3 separate regions of the Mus musculus genome follow, and regions 2 and 3 are each linked to region 1. The links are chromatin contacts, called in public HiCAR-type maps. All regions are on one chromosome and are shown on one strand. The core of a region is the stretch at or near the end of the contact, and the rest is flanking DNA. Distances in the headings are between cores, read along the strand shown.

Region 1 (2,924 bases), core at 301-2,800:
CTAATCAGAGTTCCCTCAACATCTTTGGTAGGATTGTTATTCACAGGCATCTAGTCTAATGGGAATCTGGATATTTTGGTTAATGCTGATACCCAATATTTATATATACAACAGAGTTCAAGTAGCAACCTCAAACTGCGATCAGATAAATCAAAGCCAATTTAGATATGAAGACAGTTAAATGAATATTTCCAAAGGGATGGATGTTAACCCCACCTCTAACCCCAACAAAGTTGCTAAACAAGCAGTCCTGGGGGCCAGGAACAAAGAAATTTAAGCAACCAACTGCTGAGGTGCTTAACACTAAAACTCATAAAAATCATAACTTGCTTTGTACTACTGTGTGATTACATTGGGCATGTATATATTCAATGTATCTATAACATACCTATTACTGTTCAAACAGGAGTAGAACTATTTTATAAGTAAATTAGTTGAATTGGTGACCATACATTTTGAGAGAGGTGGAGTTTTGTCTTCAGAATTTGCAGCACTCTAAGATATTTTGAAAGCATCTGTTCACTCCCTTAAACCAGCTCTCTGAATGTATTATACCTTTAAGAGACCCTTAAATGTTTCTTACCTCATAGAGGAACTAGAAGGAAATCCAAGTGAAATTCCGAAAGAATCAGCTTATTGGCTATATAACCTAGTCTATTTTTGGACCACGGATCTCCCGCCCTCTCCGAGTTATCTCACTGCCAGATAAGAAAATGGAACAGGATCAATGGGTAGATATGCTTTGAGTCTGGTTCTTGAATTTCTTTTTTGGCTCAAGTCAAAAAGAGCAAAGGGCAGCGAGTTAGGGCTAATTTCCAAGCACGTTTGCTGGTGGGTGAACCTCTGTCTGCCCCTGGCTGCGGAGCTTATCCTGGCAGCACCAGGGGGTCCTGCTGACCGCTATCCTCCTGCCTGACAACCTCCACACCCACATGCAGCTACCAGTGTGTGAGCCACACATCACAGGGTTCCTGTGCACAAAGCCTTATAAAACCCCCAAGCGCAAAGCTGGATGGAGGCGGTTGGAGAATGAGACCTGTCTCTCTAATTAGTCCCTCTACCTCTCCTTCTCTGGCTGCAGATCTATGCTCTGAAATTGGCCCCTTCTTGAAGGGACAGTAGCGCGCGCACACACAAACTCACTCTCTCACTCACACCCACATTGCTCCTATGACCCACGTTTTCCACCCCCTGGCAGATAGATATGTAGGGACTGGTCCGTGCTCTGCCTCAACTTTCCTCGCTTTGCCTGCCCCACGCGGCACCCGAGCTCCTGCGCCCTGGCTGGGCACCCTCCAGAGGGGCAGGTCCCCTTCTGGGCTGCTTACCTCGCACGGTCAACTCCTGGCAGGAACTGAAGCTGACCGCGGTGGTAGCGGCAGCGGTGAGCCTGCACCCAAGCTCTGGCTCATGGTTGGTCCTCTTCATCCGACACAAAAGAGGGAGCTTGCTGCCTTTGTCCTTTCTAAATCCAAGGGAGAACTTATTTTGCCCCTGAAATGGCCAACTTGTGCGCGAAGCTTCCTGTCACAGTGCCCCCTGCCCCCGCCCCCGCCCGGCTGCGCGCTGGACCACTGCCCGGTGGCCCAGCATCCAGGCCTCCGAGTCAAGGAGGAGTGGGAAAAGGGAGGGCTAGAGGAGAAGAGCAGGAGGAGGTTGGGAAGAAGGGGACCCAGTGGTCTTCAGCAGAAGGGAGGGGAGCTTTAGAGCCCAGGCGCCCTCCTCCTCTTTGCAGCCAAACCCACTTCCTGGGCTCACAAGCAACTTTCCTTCACCTTGGCCAGGCAGAAACAGTCGCATCTAACTGGGACTCAGGCAGAGAGGCACGGACCTTCTGACATCCTCTCCTCCTCATTCTTCTCCTTTCCTTTCTCCTCCTTTCCCTTCCCCCTTCTTCCCTCCGTTTATAGGGGTGTAGCTGCAGAGTCTTCAGTGAGCTACTGTACCTAGACCCAAAGGTTACAATACAGAAAGCCTGGCGGGGTTGAGAGCTTCTCTGCCCCAAGGTTTGCAGTCCTTAGGCAATGCATACAAAGGTTGGTGAATTTCGGAGCAGTGGCGTGAAGGGGCGTGGGGAGGTAGAGTGGGAGGTGGCTCCAACTTTGAAGCTCTGCTAAGGCTCACGGCACGCGGGTGGGCAGGGACCTACAGTCATTCCTAGTAAGAACTCTCCTGTGGTCCCTATGTAAAAGGCTGACTACTCTTGGAGGAGACGGCGAAAGAGGGAGCAGTGTGAGCGAGTGAACCCAGGAGGCCGATACGCAGCTTTGCCCCACACGCGGTTCAACTGCACATTGCGAACCCCTGGGGAGGCTTGTGCAGCACAATCTCTGGGTCAGCAGGGAGGGAGACGCTCCTGTTTCCTAGCAACGCTCATCAATCTTCTCGGGATAGCTCCCTCTGAAGGAATTCGATTGGATAGCCCCTTGAGAGAAGCCACGCCCCTTCAAGAATGCTGGGCTGCTGCTTTTTCGCATTCTCCCAAATTTCTTAGGTGGAAAAAGATTCTAGGGAAGTGCTTAGATAGTCTCTTCTTTCTTATCCTCCGGTGCAACCACACTGACCCCTTGGAGCTAACCTTTTCCAGTTTCACATTAATCTTTCTCTAGTCCTACTTTTTTGTTAAGAGGGTCTTCACAGAACCTTTTCTTTCTTTTTAAAATTAAATAAATAAATGCCTCAAATCGGTGACGTAGGCACAAAGAAAAAAAAAAAAGAAAAAAAAAGAAAAACAGCACACGGAAATAGCTTCAATAGACCGGGAGCTAGAGATAGCTTCCTAAAGGAAAAACCCCAGCTTATCATTCTGTGACTAGAAATGCGTTGTGCTCAGTTTCAAAACTGAAATTTCATTAATTTTTCCATCCTGGTGTAGTAACTTTATATTAACCCAGGACTGAGTTATACGAAGCTAGACTCAATGA
Region 2 (2,924 bases), core at 206-2,705, 1.4 Mb before region 1:
GTCTCTGGTGTTCACAAATCTGAGTGACCAGGGGATTTTGAGATGTTGTTTATTTTAGTTTGGTTTCTTAGAGCAGCCTAGTTTTCTTCTCCTCTCTTCTTTCTACAATAATCATCCTGGTTTATAATGTTTTCTCTCAGAGTTAAAACAACAAAGATGGTGATGCATATCCTGCCTAAATAGACTCCTCCTACCCCGTGCAGTTTTCACTTGACTAAGGAGATAGGGTCTGTGCCTCTTGTCCCTAGCTCAGGTTACAGGGCTACTAGGAGCATCCAATGCCACCCCTACCCCCTAGCACGTCTGCAAAACATTGGCCTACCCTTCTTTTGGTTCCTTTTTTCCTCCTTTTTGCACTTACACCAAGAGTATCATGCAGGAATCAAATTAGGACTGTGCTCTTTTCACCCGGTACACCGCATTTCCAGGGCAACCCTAAGCAAACGCGGGGTCCCTGGGCAGTGTGGAGGACCATCTCCCGAACCCCGCCACTCACCTGCGGTCCGCCAGGGTCGCCCCGCACCCGCGTGTCGAGCTGGTTGTGCTGAGTTTCATCCTCGCCGCCCAAGCGATAGATGAGGCGCAGTGGTATGATGCTCTGGCGCTCCAGGAAGCGGTTTTCTTTCCCCCTCTCCAGTCCTTTCAGTGAGGCGACTCCTTGCAGGCAGGCAGGCAGGCAGGCAGGAAGGAGGGAAGGAGGGAAGGAGGGAAGGAGGGAAGGAGGGAAGGAGGGAGTAGAGAGAAACAGCAAAAAATAATGACCCTGACCCACAGTCCTCCATCCTGCACTCCTCATCACCTTATTCCCCGCCTCCTCCCTCCTGGACCTAACTGGGAAGGACGCAGAGACACCAGCTGGAAAGCCCTGGAACCAGCTCTTTCGAGAGCATCTCTGGGCCCAGAAACAGGGCACCCCTTTCCCGTTTTCCTGAAGGAGACTCTTCTTTTGCAGGAGGAAAGAGAAAAAAAAAAAAAAAAAAAGCATTTGACCCCAGATTGCTGATGCATCCTCGGGTCCCCCACACATGTGTGCTTACACCCCTTCCTCGCCGACCTTCAAAAAATAAAAATAAAAAATAAACGACGGCGCACTGTGGAAATGCGGGTGCGGCTTTTAGAGGGTCCTCCAGGCTCCAAAGAGTCCTGGAAACCCCGGCAAATGCGAACTTACCTGCCCGACCGCAGCGCGCCAGGGGGCAGGTCCCCAAGACGCAGAGCAGCCAGAAGGACGCGGCCGCCGCTGCCTGCATGGTGGCGGCGCTCAGCTGCTCTTGCCCGGGCCTGGGGCTCGGCCTCCCAACCGCCCCTTCCCAGCTCGAGCCGCTACCGCAGCCTCCGTGGCCTCAGTGCTGCATTGTGCCTGGCGAGCGCTTCGGTGGCGGGGGCAGCGAGCGAGCGCCGCTTCGGGCGCCAGCCTGTAGCTAAGTGGCTTCTAGCGCCTCCCACCTCATCCCCAGGCGGAGGCCCGGGCTGGTGGCCAGCACAGCGGGGGGAAAGAGCCGGGTGCGCAGGGCCCTGGTGGTGCACTTGCCCCACGCGCCGCACCCGGCCGCGCGCACCAGAGTAGCTGGGAAATGTAGTTCCCTCCCCGCACAGCTAGCTGGTCTCTAAGGCGACGCTACCATAGCCACCCAAAACCCAAGAAGTAGACTGCACACCAAAGGAGGAGAGGTGATGGAGGTCACCTGCACAGTGGCCGCACCCCGAATTCGCCCCCAAGTTCTGCGAAGAGCCACAGGGTTGCTCACGAGCTACTACTATTTCTTGTGTTTCCAAGAGACCATGCCTTGAGTGCAGGACAAGTCAATTTTGCCACAGATCTGGACTGAGGGCCTACTGTGTGCTGGGCGTGAGTCACACATTGTGAGGTGCAATTAAGAAAAGCCTTTTTGGTAAGAATTTTCCCAAGGCGGTTTTCAATGCTTTTATTCCTATGAAGTATTTTGCTGACAGGTGTGTCTGTGCACCTGCCATGTGTATGCAGTGTCTATGGTTGGAGGCCCAAAGAGAATGTTGGGTCCCTAGGACTGGGGTTACAGAAGGTTTTGTGGGTTCTGGGAATCCAACTCATTTTCTCTGGAGGAACACTTAGTGTTTTAAACCTCTGAGACATCTCTGTCCATTCTCCACGCCTTTTTTTGAATTGACATTTGATTTCATTTTAATTTTGATACCTAAGGGAGAGTGGTTAACCCAACTCCAGGAGAATCAGATGTCTCCCAGAGGTCTAGGAAGACTTGTGAAGAGTGAGTCAGCCGGATACTCTGTGATATGTTTGCTTCCTCCTATATCTGTCAGCTTCAAACCTGCACCAGTAATAGATAAGGAAAACGACTTTGTCAGGCCGCTTTCCCTACCTAGGGAGTGGCACTATTCAAAAGTGTAGCCTTGTTGGAATAGGTGTACCGCTGTGGGTGTAGGCTTTAACCCCCTCCTCCTAGCTGCCTGGAAGCCAGTCTTCTCCTAGTAGCCTTCAGATGAAGTCATAGAACTCTCAGCTCCTTCAGCTCCTCCTGCCATATGCCTGCCTCCACACTGCCATGCTCCCATCTTGATAATGGACTGAACCTCTGAACCTGTAAGCCAACTCCAAGCAAATATTGTCCTTATAAGAGTTGCCTTGGTCATGGTGTCTGTTCACAGCAATAAAGCCCTAAATAAGACACTGCCCCTCTCAAATGTTAGAGGCTCACCAGGATGAAATAATAATAACACACATATTAACATAATTAGAACTTGAGCTTTATAGATTTTGAAATCTATATATTGGCATTTGATCCCCAGAATAAAAGAGAGAGAGAGAAAGAGAGAGAGAGAGAGAGAGAATTAAGAATTAGATCAAGTAGGCTTTATCACAAAGATGCAGAAATGACTCAACATATGTAAATCAATAAATGTAATCCAACATATAAAAAACTGAAAGA
Region 3 (2,924 bases), core at 319-2,818, 1.1 Mb before region 1:
AAGAAGCACAGGTTAGGCTGGAACCTGCTTTGAAACTCATTTCTTTAAAAAAATAATTTTAATATCTTTAAAAGATAAGACTACCCAACTAGCTTATTTTTCTATGAATCTAACATAGAAATTTGCCTCAATTTAAAACAATGTAATAAAGCCCATCTGTCCCAAAAGCTTGTATTCTACACAGCACAAATGATAAATATAGTCTATATTACTTTACCACTTACAATGCAAACTGTGAGCAAAGCTCTTCCTGAAAGATGAGCATTCATTAGAATCCAACTTTTTAAAAGTTGCTTAAATACTGAATGTCATTCCTACTACAGATATCTGCAATCTGCTTAAGATGCTAGCCACGATTTTACATAAGGAAAAAAAAAAATAGACATAAGCCAGAGAGGCAGGAAAGGTTTCATCATTTACCTGATAACAAGAGAATTATCAGTAGTTGATGATTAACCAGTATGATGGAACAAAATCATTTTTAACAGAGCGTATTGGCTCTGAGTAGTTACTAAGAGATGGATGCCTAGAATATTATAAGACTTAAAGAAAATTTATCAGCTTGTTCAAAATCAGTTTTTTTCTGAATTCTTGATTTATAGATAGTGATGATCTATTTCTATAATTCCTGGAGGAAGGGCTACATTTACAACCAGGAAGCACTTAAATAAATGCCCAAAAGGACTGACCAGGAGTCTTCCACAATTGCACAAGCACTGTAGTTGACAAGACTTAGATACCCAATACAGATAAGGGCCGAGGGAGAGGAGTGAAAATGCGTACGCCAACAAGCGACAGCAAGAGAACGCACAGGGATTTGGGGACATCTCAGTAACTACTACAGCAGCTGGATGCTGCTCTTCCTCCGCCCTCTTCTCCTCAGACGCAAGCTGGCCGGTTCCAAACGGTTCCTCCCCGGCTCCGCCCCGGCCCTCCCCGGGCAGCCTCCAAGCGAGGACCCTGAGACGCGAGGGCTAGCCCACGGCCTCGCGGGGAGAGGCTCCCGCCCCTCTGCAGGGCCCCGCTGGCCCGCGGACACGCGCGGCACGGGCCGCAGCGCCGAGCCCCAGCACCTCCCTCAGCCCGGCGCCCGCAGCCCCGCACCTGCACACGGTGATCAGGTTCCTCCTCTCCACCGCAGCGTTGCGGGCGCTCAGGCTCTTCTTGCCGCCGCCGCCGCCGCCGCCGCCGCGGCTCCCGCTCAGGCCCCCCAGGCTCCGGGAGGCCATGGCGGGCTCACCTCCGCGCCCCCTTTGTCTCCAGCGGTCCCGCAAGCCTCGCACACCTGTGTCCCCCGGCCTTCTCTCAACGATGGCAGCCCGCCGGGCGGGAGAGAGGCGAGGAAGGAGGCGCGGAGTAGGCAGGGTGTGGAAGGCAGTCAGTCGGGCACCGGTACCCAGGCTCCACGCGCGCGTGCACACACACTCACACACGCTCTCTCACACATACACACGCGCTCACTCACACGCACGCACGAGCCACCTCCACCCTCGCTCGCGCGCGCGCGCGCCGCCGCCGCCGTCCACGAGAGAAGCGCGCGCGGGCGGGCGGGCGGGAGGGCGGGCTCCGAGTCTCCAGGGACGCCGCACCAGCGCCCGGGCGAGCCTGTCACCCCGCAGGCCTAACCGCACGTCATTCTTCCAGCAGGGCGGAGCCGCTGAGGTGAAGCCCCCCTCCCCACGCCTGTCTCACTCAGCCCCCGCCCCCTGCACCTATGGGAACAAGGCCGCTACGGAGAGAGCCAATGACGAGAGGTGGGGGCGGGACCCGCCCCAGGAGCTTTTAAAGAGGCTCGCTTAAGCCCCGCCCTGGCGCGTGGGCCTCTGTCAGAACGCGGGTCGGCTCGTGCAGCACCTTGGTGAGCCCGGCGAGGCAGCCTTGGCTTGGAAAGCCGGCTTTGCTGTGCCTACTCCACGGTGACTGTGGTCCATAGTCACCCTGACAAGGCTAAGTTCATGGCAGATTCCTGGTCCTGAGGCTTCAGTAGCCTCAGCAGGAGAATGCCATAGTTGGGTGGGGTGGGAAGTGGGGGTTACCTAGAATAGAAGAAGAGTTCCATTTGTCCCAAACGCCCCCTTTGAACCTGACAAACAACGACACAGTGGCATCAGGGAGTGCGCCCATGGCATTTCTCTTCCCGTGAATCTGGTCAGAATTCACCTCATCTTACTCAGTGTCCAGCACAGCCTTGAAACCACATTGACCATAGAAAAACGAGTGTAGTGGGGATGTCCAGTCTTGGGTTCTGTGCAGTGAGATCTGAACTGAATTGCAGCTCGTGAGCCATGGAGGAGGTTTGTCAAGGGCAGAGGGAAATCCTGCCTTGGAGTCCCAATAAGCCCCTTGGGAGGACCACTTTGTAGTCTCTACTTCTCTGGCTTTACCTCTGGCTTTACCTATGGGAGGCTACGGGCTTGAGACCCTGACCTCTGACATTCACCTCAGACTGCCTGTAAGTATGTCCAGACTTCAGGTTTTGTTTGTTTGTTTGTTTGTTTTTAAATTTTGAAAATCTAAAATCAGGACAAAGTCTCACCTCTACCTCTTAAATATAATTATGTTAAAATAAAAATTAATTATTAAGAAAATTTCTACAAGGGAGCTAAAACCATCCAGTGGAAAAAAAGACAGCATTTTCAACAAATGGTGCTGGCACAACTGGAGGTTATCATGTAGAAGAATGCAAATTGATCCATTCCTATCTCCTTGTACTAAGGTCAAGTCTAAGTGGATCAAGGAACTCCACATAAAACCAGAGACACTGAAACTTATAGAGGAGAAAGTGAGGGAAAGCCTCAAAGATATGCACAGGGGGAAAATTCCTGAATAGAAGAGCAATGGCTTGTGCTGTAAGATCAAGAATTGACAAATGGGACCTCATAAAATTGCAAAGCTTCTGTAAGGCAAAAGACACTGCCAATAAG

The links. HiCAR-type assays count read pairs that join an accessible place to other places.
Region 2: a contact with region 1 is called in a HiCAR-type map of astrocytes, with 2.3 times the contacts expected there. The contact joins the promoter of Adam22 here to the promoter of Grm3 in region 1. A contact is called at or near these places in 1 of 39 promoter capture datasets (liver) and 1 of 115 datasets of contacts at active chromatin or transcription factors (astrocytes).
Region 3: a HiCAR-type map of astrocytes shows a contact between it and region 1, with 4 times the contacts expected there. The contact joins the promoter of Rundc3b here to the promoter of Grm3 in region 1. A contact is called at or near these places in 1 of 39 promoter capture datasets (cranial neural crest) and 1 of 115 datasets of contacts at active chromatin or transcription factors (astrocytes).

What each region holds. Positions count from the first base shown.
Region 1 is chr5:9,723,802-9,726,725 of GRCm38.p6, forward strand. It overlaps Grm3 (glutamate receptor, metabotropic 3), which reads right to left and starts at 1,551. Exons shown (of 6, transcript NM_181850.2): 1 at 1,329-1,551.
Region 2 is chr5:8,366,705-8,369,628 of GRCm38.p6, forward strand. It overlaps Adam22 (a disintegrin and metallopeptidase domain 22), which reads right to left and starts at 1,456. Exons shown (of 31, transcript NM_001310440.1): 1 at 1,172-1,456; 2 at 497-657. The coding sequence starts at 1,250.
Region 3 is chr5:8,621,384-8,624,307 of GRCm38.p6, forward strand. It overlaps Rundc3b (RUN domain containing 3B), which reads right to left and starts at 1,569. Exons shown (of 11, transcript NM_001347311.1): 1 at 1,105-1,569. The coding sequence starts at 1,229. The region is part of intron 2 of Abcb1a (ATP-binding cassette, sub-family B (MDR/TAP), member 1A); the gene reads left to right.